Regions from separate parts of the Mus musculus genome. Here region 1 is linked to region 2. The links are chromatin contacts, called in public Hi-C maps. All regions are on one chromosome and are shown on one strand. Each heading gives the region's core, a stretch centred on a gene start, on an enhancer-like site or on the middle of the called end of the contact. The rest is flanking DNA. Distances are from core to core; before and after follow the strand shown. Region 1 overlaps Polr1d (polymerase (RNA) I polypeptide D). Region 2 holds the start of Gsx1 (GS homeobox 1).

Region 1 (6,387 bases), core at 512-3,011, 98 kb after region 2:
CCATATGATTTTTTTTCCTCTTTTTTTATTAGGTATTTTCCTCGTTTACATTTCCAATGCTATCCCAAAAGTCCCCCATACCCACCCCCCCAATCCCCTCATGGGGGCACTTGTAAGTGAAAGAGCACACTGGCTGTTCCAACAGTGGAGTGTGGCCCCCCAAGTCGCACACTTTTGTGCACACTCCTTTTCATGGCAGTGCTTGGAACTGCTCATCCTGTTATACACCACCTGGAACACAACTCACAGAAACAGGCCATCGATCAACTTTCTGTGTTCGTCCCTACATACACTGTGTTTCAAGAAGGCCCCAAATCTAAGTATTTATAGTTTTCTGTTTAATATAATTTATAGTGAGAAAGCCCCAGATGAAGCAAACTGCTCAGATAAAGACCCATTAAATACACTGTCACACGTTTTCATAACTGCAAGGTGAAAGGTACATGCCACCATCAGAGCTGAGTTAGCGTGACTGCCATACAAGGCCAAGGAGATTATGGTTTAGAGAGGTTAACTTGTCCAAGATTAAATAAGTTCCTGACTGGGGTGATATTTAATCCCAAATTTGTATCACTCACCCCACCAAGCAAGAATGGCTGCCAAGCACGCTAGGGAGAAGCCTCAAAAGCACCTCACTGTGACAGCGCAGCGCACTGTCATCACCGCTAAGGACATCAACACTGACTCAGTGTTGTTTCACACCCACTAAGGACACCCTGAAAAACACAAGCTGCACAGCAAACTTTCCATCTGAAAAACGCACACTGAGAAGAACTAGCCAATTACTGGCCTTAACGCGCTCTCGATGCTCTGAGACGAGGAACCACACAGTTTCTATTAGTCTTGAACTGGGAATATACTGAGATTACCTAAGAGGAGATGGTATCTATAACACTGACTAGACAATGAGTCCCAGTTGGGCTGCTAGATAGCTTCAACATAACTATGAAATCTGCTAAATGGAGACATTCCTACCAGGCTTTTAGAGCTTCTATGGGGGGTTAAATGTAATTATACATATAGTAATGCAACATTAAGGCCCTGAGTATATAAAAGGTGCTGTTTTGAGATTTTAAATAACTACTTTGTAGGTATAATTTCAATGGAGTATTGATGGCTGTACATGTGTTAAGAAAAGCACACACATATTTCTGATACCCACCACATACACAGTGATTATAGCATGTCACTTCATGGACTCCCAGAAGAACCCTTGATCTGGCTGTCCCCCCCCCCCCCCCTTAGTGGTGAACAGCTAATGCTTTGGGGCAGTGCTGCTGATATGCCTAGGTTAACAGTAAGGGGCAAAGCTCTGACCTTGTGTCTGTACAACTTTCTTATTTTTACTCATTCATGAAGATAATCCCAGCATTTTTGAGGCTGTTCAAGAGGTGTTTTGGAGAAATATAAGTGAAAAAGTTAAAATGAATTCATTTAAAGATGGTGCCCATAAAGCTTAATAAGATTGAAAATGTGCATTTTCACAAACTGAGTGTTACTATTAAAGCCATACAAGGGTTCTGAGGCAGCCTCTAAGCCACCGGCCTCTGCATGGCTAAGACTCGCTAGCTGTCTGACTTCAGTCAGCTCCCTTAACTTGTACAGACCTCGGTTTCCTTTCTTAGAGGTGGGAAGCCATCAACTCTGAAAGGAGGGTTAAACTGGTTTCCCTACTTGAGTCGGTTTCCCTCTGCAGTCAGAGCTACGTGGTGGGAGGCCATCTGCTTTTCGCTAGAAATAAGCCGAGTTGGCTTTCTCAAGTCTTGGCTTGCTGGGAAGCACACAGCTCAGAGAAGGCTGGCCCACTGGGACAGGCCAACAGGAAGGGAACCTTCTGCTTTGCCTGCCTCAAGTCTGGGCAGCAGACAGGGACACACCCTTAGGCTGACAATTCTAAAGACAAGACATTTTCAATCAAGGTTTCTAATCATCAGCTTCTAAAGCCCCCCACCCCCCACCCCATTTCACTATCCATTTACGGACAAAGTATAATCTTCACATGGAGACAGAAATAAAATTGTGGCATCAAGCCTGAGAGCTTAGATCACAGGATCTGACACAGAACGTAAATCCAACTCATTTACTCTGACAAAGAAGATGATGGCCCTGCTCCATGCCTCATCTTTGGAATGCAGTGCTAATTGAAACTTATGTCTCCAATTTCATAGATTAATCACTTTTGAAGAAAAATCCTGCTAAGTGTTCTTAGCACCAAGATTTATGCTTAAGTACGCGGAACAGTGTAAGCGAGCAGCCCAGGATCTGAGACCACTTTAAATCTCCTCAATGATGGTGACCCTTGAACTCTGCGTTCCAATTACAACTTATTCTGGGATCCCAGTTGGTTAGAAACTAACACTTATGCAATGCTGCTCCCAGAAGACACAGGTTATTAAATGAAAACGGCAGTGCAAGGCATGGGATACCTCCCTACGAGTTATTGGTGAGGCAGGCCCCAAAGGTCTCTAAAACAACACAGGCTATTACCATTGTCCTTGGCTGCCCTCCATAATAACTACATGCTAAGACCCTATTTGGCTACAGGACTAGGAAAAACAGTCTCAACCAAGCAAGAAATTTCCTTCCTGCTGGCTAGCATTCCATGTCAGAAGGTGCTATCTATGCAGGCTGTTGGGGGAGAAAAGACATCAGTAGCTTTACCCAGCACTAGATACTGCCTGCCATAATGCCAACCTGCCTAGGCAAGATGGACCTGTTAGTGCAATCGTGTAGTACTGTTAGAGGGTCATTCTCATTTTCTGATTGGACTTGAGGGCCATTCCACAGCAAGAATTTCATGTCTGGTACTTTAATCTTGGTTAAACACCCATAACTGGAGAGATCATAGGCACAAGGGTAGAACTTGCTATTTTTAGTTCACTGAATTGTAACATTGTCAAATTGCTTTCTAGATATTTATGTTTATAGCAACATATCTGGGATGCTCTCAACCTATCAGAAAAGTTTCTTTTTTGCAGCAGGCAGCAGTCCATGCAGAGACACATTAACTGATCAAAACGCTGAGACTGAGCGTTCAGCCCCAACTGGGATATCTCTGTCATGAGCACCCCTGGCTCCGGAGAGCTCAGGGAATATCTTGAAAGGAGACAGAGAGATGTCAGAGCTGGAGGACAGGGAGGCGTGCCGTGAGACGCTGCTTCTGGACACCACACGGCTATTCACTCATGGACTCGCAGTGGCTGTGGTTATCCACGCAGAATCAAGCCAGTCAGGATGACGGCACAGCTGAGAGCAGGCACTCTCCAGGCCTCGCTGTTAATGTGGAGCCACTGGCACTTGCCAGCTACTGGGGAAGGATCTCTCATGTTCCAGTGGACGGCCCCCACAGTCATGCATGGTCAGTACAGATAGACTGGAGAGACTTAGTGGGTTATCAAAAAATATATCACATGGAGTTGGGAGCAGAGCGTGTTAGGGTAATATGGAGGGGTGGAGGGCACATATTTCATTATATTCATGAATGACAGTCTCAAGAATAAAGAAAACTTATAATTAAGGCAGAAATGAACATCTATTCACTAAATGTCCATGAGGATGCAAGGGAGGGATTTTTCGAGACAGGATTTCTCTGTGTAGCCCTTGCTGTCCTGGAACTCACACTGTAGACCAGGCTGGCCTTGAACTCAGAAATCTGCCTGCCTCTGCCTCCCAAGTGCTGGGTTAAAGGCGTGCACCACCACTGCCCAGCCCTATTCGTCTTATTGTAAGCAAACGTGTCCAGTTGGTAAGACAAATGCCCATCACAAATACCCCAGAGGATTCTTGGTTTTATTTTTCATAAGGCTCAAGACTATATCTAATGGATGGAATTTCTGAAACTGTATTATAATGCAAGGGCAAACTAACATTTGAGTAGTCCTACAAAGTTTGTCATCTTGTTTTATTTTATTGTAATATTACTGTCTGTGAGACTCCAACTCTGAGACCAGATTGTGTGTGTTCAAAGCAGAAGACGCAACTCACAAGTCCAAGTGTGCCCTCATCTCAGCTCTCGCTAACGTGAGCTACTCATTTACCCATCCTCCTGTGCTCAGGCTGGATTCACCTACCTGGCTCTGCCCATCAGATCTGCCCGAATCCTATTACACGGCTACTTCCCTGACACTCTTTGTCTAACCATGGCCACCCTTTACCTCAGTGAACTCCTGGAAAGGCCAGTCTCTTATTGTCCATACGACAGACTATGGAGCTATAGACATGTGGCTACAAACTGACCCAATAGTTATTCCAACCTTTGAAATCCAAGTTCAGCTCTTTGAGATATTTAATAAGGAAAAAAAAAAAAAAAAGAGTTCCTCTTACCAAGCATTCACTGTAGGCCAGGCAGTGTTTTAAGGCACTAACAGACACATCAGTGAACATTCAGATAAAAATCTCTACACTGAGTTTTATGCTACAGTGAACTGGATTGTGTGCAAGTGTGTGTGTGTGTGTGTGTGGGGGGCTTGGATAAAAGGAAGCAGCCAATAAATATGTAAATTATCTGTATATAGTTATCTAACTATCTGTATACATATATACACACACATGTATTTAAGTTTGAAGGCAGTAAGTACTATAGGGGCAGAGGGACTTGCAGGGAGGAGCTTGGGGAAACAGCTTGCAATTAAGAGTTAGAAGAAATGGGGCCGGGCATGGTGGCGCACGCCTTTAGTCCCAGCACTTGTGAGGCAGAGGCAGGCAGATTTCTGAGTTCAAGGCCAGCCTGGTCTACAAAGTGAGTTCCAGGACAGCCAGGGCTATACAGAGAAATCCAGTCTCAAAAAAAAAAAGTTATTAGAAATGATACCTAGCATTCTGAGTGCCTCCTGTACACCGCGATGAGTCATCAACAAACATACTCTTGTCTTCCTGATGAGTATGCGACATCATGTCGTTAGGAACTATCAGTCTTTTAGGTTGTTTCCTCCCCATGGAGAGCTGGCAATCATCACACACACTGTCATCCATTCACTGCACACCAGGCACTCTTCGCCTCCACAGTTTATAGTTAAAGAGACGATAAACAAGTCCATCCCAACTCACTGCATGATGAGATCTGTGAAGGAACAAACTAAGGAAAGGCCATCAAAGTAAGGTTTTCTTGAGGATGTAAGATGCTGTTTGAGAGGTCACTGCAGTAGGCAGCCTCTAAAGTGGCCCTGTGGTTTCAGTTGCCAACGTTTAGAGTAATCCTGGAGTAACCACTTCTGCACTGCGGCCTAGACATACTGATTCACATTTACCAGTGGGATGGGTGAGGTGTCACTTCTGAGATTTGGGAATACACAGGACAGCCTTAGTGTAGCAGTGCCCCCTTTTGACTGTAGTTGTACTGGGAGAAACAAGCAGCCAAGGTTACCAGGCAGTCCCTGATGTCAGCCCCGGACAAGTCCTCCTCCATGCAAGCCCCAGAACTGCAGTCTGCAGTCTTCTCGGAGACCTTGACTCTGAAGCACTTGGCTAAGCCCCACCAGCATTCCTGATCCACAAAATGCAGAAGTGTTTGTTTCCCGTCCCTAGGTCTTGGGGTAACTAGCTACATGGAAATGGGCGATCAACACCACAGTCAAGGGTGGTGTCCCTGAGCAAACTGCCTTGCAGTGCAGACCATATGAAAGGGTAAGGGAAGAGAATCTTAGGCAAGAATGGGACAAGGGTCAAAGCCCTGAGACAGGAAACAAGTCAGGTGTCTATGAAAGATGATTGCCTATTTAGGGGATCTGTTGCTGTGAAACACCGCATGAAACACCATGACTAAAAGCAACTTGGGAGAAAAGGGTCATTCAGTCATAGTTTCATATAACAGTGAATCATAGAACACAGCAGGAGCCTGGAGGCAGGAGGCAATGCACAAACCACGGAGGACTGCTGCTTACTGGATTGGCTTGCTCCTTAGAACTTGCTCAGGCTGCTTTCTTCTCTCTTCCTCTTCCTCTTCCTCTTCCTCTCTCTCTCTCTCTCTCTCTCTCTCTCTCTCTCTCTCTCTCTCTCTCCCTTTCTCTCTCTCCTTAATGTTTTGTTTTTGAGACAGAGTCTCACTGTGTAGCTCTGGCTGTCTTGGAACTCACTATGTAGACCTGACTGGCTTGAAATCACAGATTGATTCGATTGCCTCTGCCTCCTAAGTGCTAGGATCAAAGGTAAACTCCACCATCATCAAACTAGCCAGCTTTCTTATAGCACCCAGAACCACCAGGCCAGGAGTCGCACCACCCACAAATAGATGGGCCCTCCCACACCACTAATTAAGAAAATGCCCTACAGCCTGATCTTATGGAGGCATTTTCTCAATTGTGAGTCTCTCCTGCAAGATGACTACAACTTGCATCAAGTTGACATAAAACTAGCCAGGCCAGTGACCGATGGTAGACAGTTACAATGACA
Region 2 (6,540 bases), core at 1,078-3,577:
AAGCAGAGAGTGCCAGCCCTTGCCTGTGCCTGCCTGGCCTACAGCCTAAGCCTGGGGACCCCAGAGGCAGGGGAATTTCTAAGAAAAAAAAAGTTTATTTAAAATTTTGTACATAAATAAATAAATAAATATCTTCTGGCATTACAGAGACGATACAATGACACAGTCAGTCAGTCCCCAGAGGGAGTCGGGGCCTGGACAATGGGGAGAGGTTGGTTACAGCGGCTTCATTTGAAGGGGGTTTAGAGCGTATTGGAAACAGAGTCATTTTCCCCAATACAATACCATGTGAGACAGTTCTCTCTGCTAGGGGGACTTCTTCGAACAGCAAGACCTGATCCCTGTTTAAGGGACAAACGGACAGAAGGGAGAGACTTCCTGAGGAGGGAAGGAAAAGTTAAGTCCATAGACGTGTTGCATAAAGGACCACAGTGGGGGGAGACGAGTTGGGGGCAAGAAAGAAATGTTAAAAGAAAAGCAAACAGCCACTCGCGGAGTGAAAAGCCCAGATTGACCGAGAAGGAGAGAATAGTGGAACCGAGGAAGCTTGAACCAGCCCAGAGTTGGCAGGCGAAGAGGCGCTGGCGGTCAGCAAGGCGCTGTGCTCCGGCCTGCGTGCCTGGGAGAAGAGGCTGTGTCCTAGGAGGAGGACTCAGCCTTCATCGCTTGGAGTCCTCCTAAACACCCTGAAGCCCAAGGGACAGGGGCACTGTCTTCAAGTGTCTGCTAAGGTCTTAGCTCTGCCTAAAGCTGCGCACCACCGCAAAGCCCAACGAAATCCGTCGGTTGGCCAGCGGGTGCCTGGGGACCAGTGCGGGAAGGGTCGGGGTGGGGGGTGGGGAAACCAATGGTCCTCTAAAAGGCGCACCTACGGAGTGACTGTGAGATCTCTGTCATCCTTCCCGGAGGAAGATGGAGACATGGGCAATTCGTCGTCGTCCTCTGAGCATTTGGCTGAGGAGAGCGAAGAGCACTTGCAGCCTTGCGGTGCGCCCCCGCCGGCCCCCGCCCCAGCTCCGCCGCGGTGGTTACTGCCTTTGCCTTCTTTCTTGTGCTTCACCCGGCGGTTCTGAAACCAGATCTTCACCTGCTTCTCGGACAGGTTCAGATAGGTCGCGATCTCGATGCGCCGCAGGCGGGAGAGGTACATGTTGGAGGCGAACTCTCGCTCCAGCTCCAGGAGCTGTGTGCTGGTGAACGCCGTCCGCATCCTCTTGCTGCTGGGCAGCTGGTTCGAGCTGCTGTCTGGAGGGCGATGGGGGGGGGGGGGAGGGAGGGAAAGAGAGAGAGAGAGAGAGAGAGAGAGAGAGAGAGAGAGAGAGAGAGAGAGATCATCAAACCTCTGAGCCTTGGGCCTAATTTCCCGCTGAACTGAGGCTAGCCTCAACCTTGGAATCAGGCACACATCCCTTCCATCCTTCCATTCATCACTCCACAGGCGGGTGCCTCCTTGCCAAGTCACAGACTCCAATTCTCCTCGGAATCGGTTGTCCCTAACACCCCTTTAAGGAACATCTCAAAGCTGGCCTTAACCCCTTCCCCTTCGCCCCAGGATCTTTCTGGCTTCTCCCCGGTTCCTACGTCCGGTCCCAGTCTAGCACTGTGAGCGCCCCTCGAGTATCCTCACCGTCCCCCATAGCGCGCCGTTTCCCCATCCCTAGCTCACTCACTTCCCCCCACCCCGGGACCACCGCCCCCCAATTTCGCGCGGGGACCCCGCTTACCCACAGAGATGCAGTGAAACTGTCTGGGATCCGGCAGCGGGTAGGAGGTCTGGTAGAGTGCAGCAGCTGCTGCGGCCGCAGCCGGGCCGTGGGCGACTCCAGGGGACACGGAGTGCTGGCGGCCCAGGGGTGCGTGGCAGTACTGCGATCCGAAGGGAGGGAAGGACGCCTTGAGTAGCGGCAGTGCCGGCGGCCCGGGGGGCCCGTGCAGCTGCGAAGCGGTGACACAGAGGGGACACACGCACAGCAAGCCGGCCTTGCGCGCGTGGCAGGCGCCCGGCGAGAGGCCGTGGAGCGCGTGCGGCGGCGGGACCGCGTAGGGGAAGAGCGGTGGCGGGCTGCCCTCCGGAGCCTTCTTGTCGCTGGCTTCCCGCAGCACAAGGGAATCCACCAGGAAGGAGCGCGGCATGGCTCCGGCGCGCGGTCCACCTGCCGCCAGCCCGCCCCTGGAGCCCGAGGGAACTGCAGATCCTGTCGTAGCTTCCCCTGGCCGCGGCCACCCGCAGCTTCCCGGGCCCCGGAGGCTCCACGCGCGGCTCAAGCCCGGGCTGGAATCACCTTGGCTGCTGCTGCGGGCACCTCCCGGAGCGGGCGAGGTGCTGGCCAGCGCTAGTGGTGCTGAAAGACGCCGGCGGCGCCGCTTAAATAGGACTATTGCCATGTGATGGGCTACGCCAGGAGCGGCCGGGGCCTCTCAATAGGGTTTTTGTGCCCTTTCTCTTGGCATTCACTCTGCACGCTTCCTCATTATTTCACTTGTTAACTAAATGAACTGCATAATGTACTCTATTCTTGTCAACCCCACCCACGCCGTAACAGGCGCACTCGCCCCCCTCCTCTTCCCTTTTCGGGTTTATTTTCTCATTCTCCCGCGATTTAATATTCTTTTCTTTCTCTTTATTTCTTACTTTCCTTTGGCTTTGCGCTGGCGATCGGTCCATTTATCTTATTGATTTCCGCACCCGTGCTGCCTCGCTTGCACAGATCCCCGTGGGCGCACACCCATCTCCTCTGCCCACTTGATCCTGGTCCCTTTCTTTCTGTTACTTCTTCCTTGCTCGTTCCCCCCACCCCAGTTCCACCAAGTGTATCGCTTTCGCTTAGTTCTCGAAGCTCAGCTCTGCATCCTATGAAGCATCCTAATGGGCGGCCACCATTCCCACCTGTGGAGTCTCTTCTCTCGCACTATTTGGAGACAGAAAAACAAGGTTTCTGAGTGCGCCTCAGAGGATGAGAGAAAGGCTCCCTAGTCCTCATTGGAGACTAACCTCATCTCTGTCCGTGTTTTCTCAGAAAATCAAAGGCTCCCAATTTTGGTGTTGCCTGTGACTCCTCATCTTTGTTCGGTGGACCCTTGGCCAACCAGCTCTTCCCTTCAACAACAGGGCCGTGTATGTAAAGAAATAGCAACAAAACAAGTACGCGGGTGGGTAGTCTTTGAAAATACGGACAGATACATAGCAAGGGGAGTGAGAGCCGAATTCGTGGGTATGAAGCTTTCCCACCCCACCAAACGTGGTGAGTGTGGATGGTGTAGACTCTCACAGACGTTGCGCGCGCACTCTCCACTCGCACACACTCCACTAGACACGCCGGTGCACTCGAAAGCGTTGCTTCCCACGGCTGGAGAGAAAGGAAGAGCACTCTTCTGTCTTTCCCAGTTTCTGTTGCCCTTTGCTTCCTCCTACCGTCGCCGCACTCTTTTTTTTCTTTCTTTCTGGTAACACAATGGTTAAACAACTTCAAATGCCACGCTCTGTGTACACAGCTTCAGTTTTTTAAAAAAATCATCCCGGGATTCAGAGCTGTCTCTGTCCCTGTGCGTTTAACATACAATGAGAAATTAGCATAAAAGATTTCGAATTTACTACTTTCGATTTTACAAATCGCCACAGTCACCTGCTCTGAACCGTGAACGGAATCGTGAGACCAAGAAAGGGGAGCTTTACGGAGGGGGTGGATGAATCAGTGCAAGGCCGCCCAAACCCGAGGCCTCTGTATGGGTTTGCAGTGTTCATGACATCCGAGCCGCCACAAACAACTGGTTAAAAAAATCAAAGATGATTTGTTATGGGAGAGGGTGTGTGTGAGAGCAACTGCCTCGACAATGGGAGGGTCGCCATAGGGGGAGCTAACCTGCGTGGAGGGCGTGCCATCTCGCCATCTAGCAAGAGTGAGGGCTCAGTGGTCCCCTGGTGCTTGGCATGCGGTGCCCCCAAGCTATGGTCTCGGCCCCAAAGCTCCCGCAAACCAGCCGGTACGCATCAATGCAGCCTAATTCCCGTTCTAATTGCTCTCTGGGAAATTTGGGCTGGGCTGGGTGGCGGGAGAGCTGAGACTAGAGAGGGGCTCCCCGCTGGGCTGAGGCGGGTTAGGGCGGAACGGGTGTGGACGCTGCCCGAGGGTAGAAGGGGGAGGCTGCTGCGCTCCAAAGCTGGCAAGTCAGCCGAGGTGCCAATGCAAGGGCTCTCCTGGGAGCTGCCGAACGCCCCAAGCGAGGAAAGGGTTAAGAGCCCTTGAATACAAGCAAGGCCAAAGCTACTGGGAAAGAATATGGGGGGGGGGGGGGGAGAATAACCAGTTTCCCCCTCTCCCTCCAGCCCCTAGACCTTATTGAATGTCATTGAAGAAAGTTTTGAATGCCAGATAAAGAGAGGCGAATTAAAGTGTGTGACAGCGGAGGATAAGCAAACACAAAGAGAACTCTGTCACACTTTGGGACAAAATCCGTGGGCTTTTTACCAAGTCTCTTCGCTATGATTGAATTAAGTAATAGGAAAACATTTTCTTTCAGTTTAGAACCATTAGACAAAACCTTCAAAGCGAATAACACTTTTTAATGTGCGGCCCCACAGTGGACCGGGGTTTGTGCCGAAATGGTGAAACGGTTGGTTGTGTAACTCGGAACGGGGGAGTCCCGGGCAGGGACTGACCTGTCCCAGGGTGTTTTCACCCGGCCTGAAGAGAAGGCGCTGGCAACCTGGCTATGTCCAAACTCTGCGATGGGTAATGGACTCCCTGCTCGGTGTTCCTAGGTCACCGCTGCACCAGGCAATCACTTGATAAAAAGTTCTGCTTCGTGGAGCAGTACGGGCAGCTAGGTCCGCTCCCCGGGCGCACGGTGGCCCTGTCGCCCTGCCTTCTGCCTCTGCGTTCCCCAGTTCCTCTTGTGGTCTTCCCCGCAGCGGAGCTGCTTTTCTACTTAAAGCTCCAGGCCGAGCTCCCTTCGGCTGAACTGTTCTCCGCGGAACAAACGCCCCCTAGGGAGGGGCAGGGTGGGAGCAGGCAGCCGGATTAGCCTGACAGCCCTGCGACAGCCCCCCCCCCCCCATCGTCGCCCCCCCCCCCCCAGCCCCTGGGCCTCAGCGCCCGCTTCCCCGCCCCCAGCCGGTTTTCAAGTGTCCATCAGGTACGGCTCAAACTGGAACCGTTTCTGCGATCCCGGCCTTTTCTTCCCCGTGCACACCGCGGCCTCCCTTGTGAGATATTTGCAGGAAGGAAAAAAAAAAGCATAAATGTGGATTTTCCCCATCTCCATCCCTCAAAGATCATTTGCCTTCTCATAGAAGCCATATTTAAAACACCATCCGTCTCCCTGCCCTCTCTACCTCAGAAGCTTCTGCCTCAGAAGCAACTTCTAAGTTGGTTGTGCCTTTTGCTCTTTCACTTTTCTGGCTCCCTCACCATCCTGAAATCCGTGTTCTGGAAGAATGAGGGTCTGCTGTATCTGTTGCAAAAACTCCCTAACTCATAATAGGCTTATTTGTTGGGGGAATAAATCAAGGTGAAAGAACTCACCCGGAAGCAGGACTTTCCTTGGATTTTCTGCCGTGTCCGCCTAGCCTAATTCTACCTGGATCCTGAGGAGCCTGACTGGACTGGCAGACGTGTGTGGTGAGACCCAGGAGGTCAAGGGTCTTGGAATCTGCGGGTCCTCCCTCATTCCCGGGATCTGGGCCTTCATAAGACCTCAATGTGTTTGTTAACTGACTATCAGACAAACCTAAGAATGCCCCATCCACCCCCAGCCTCCGAGGCAGGTTCTAGAGACAAAATGGCTTCCATTCGAGGTAGTTCTTACGGAGAAAGACTTCATGTCTGAGATGTTTCCTGTTTATAGAAAAGAGGAGGTTGAGCTGGAAGGGGAAGAGATACATACAGTCCACGCCTAGGAAATAGCAGCACAGTTCTGCCTTTTTTTTTTATTTTATTTTATTTTATTTTATTTTATTTTATTTTATTTTATTTTTGGCTGAGGTACCAGAGAATTCCTGTTGTAAGGAAAGATTCTGTCTCCTGAGCAGCAGGTGTCTAGACAGCTGGCCCAGGGGCTTGCCAGCTGTCCCAATGAGCAGAAACAAGAGGCCAGGGGTGTCAGGGAATGCTGACTGCAACCAGGAGAGGAAGATCCCCAAGGAGATTGAGGACCGTGACAATGGGTGTGCACAGGAAGATGAGGTGAGACCCAGTCATGGAGACTTGAACTGACACCCTTGGATTTCTGCACGTGGTCCAAGATTTACTTATTTAGTCCTTCCTCCTCCTCCTCCTTCCCCCTCCTCCCCCCCCTTCTTCTTTGAGACAAACATTCTCTCTGTAGCCCCTTCAATACTGGAACTGGCTCTTTAGATCACACTGGCTAAAACTCATAAAGATCCCCCTGCCTCTGACTCCTGAGTGATGGGATCAGAGGCATGCACTGTTAATGCTTGATTCTCAAGATAGATCTTCCTTCCTTCCTTCCTCCTCATTTTCTTTCTTCCTTTCTCTCCCTCTTTGTCTCTGTCTCTCTCTCCCTTTCTCTCTTTCTTTCTTT

What was found. A called contact is a pair of places that touch in the nucleus more often than the background predicts.
Region 1: a Hi-C map of cortical neurons shows a contact between it and region 2, with 2.1 times the contacts expected there. The contact joins the enhancer-like site here to the promoter of Gsx1 in region 2. A contact is called at or near these places in 4 of 484 Hi-C or Micro-C datasets (cerebellar granule neurons, cortical neurons and nephron progenitors), 2 of 115 datasets of contacts at active chromatin or transcription factors (embryonic forebrain and pancreatic cancer cells) and 3 of 9 other capture datasets (adipose tissue, liver and pancreatic islet).

The regions. Positions count from the first base shown.
Region 1 is chr5:147,086,140-147,092,526 of GRCm38.p6, reverse strand. The region is part of intron 1 of Polr1d (polymerase (RNA) I polypeptide D); the gene reads right to left. Among named protein-coding and RNA genes, the nearest start is that of Polr1d, 12 kb to the right of the region's middle. Within about 2 kb of position 1,761, at least 28 of the 459 cell types and tissues checked have an H3K27ac peak or open chromatin away from gene starts, as enhancers often do. A contact at or near this core is called in adipose tissue, cerebellar granule neurons and cortical neurons, where this site is marked.
Region 2 is chr5:147,184,483-147,191,022 of GRCm38.p6, reverse strand. It overlaps Gsx1 (GS homeobox 1), which reads right to left and starts at 2,327. Exons shown (of 2, transcript NM_008178.2): 1 at 1,725-2,327; 2 at 76-1,245. The coding sequence starts at 2,133. The coding sequence ends at 869.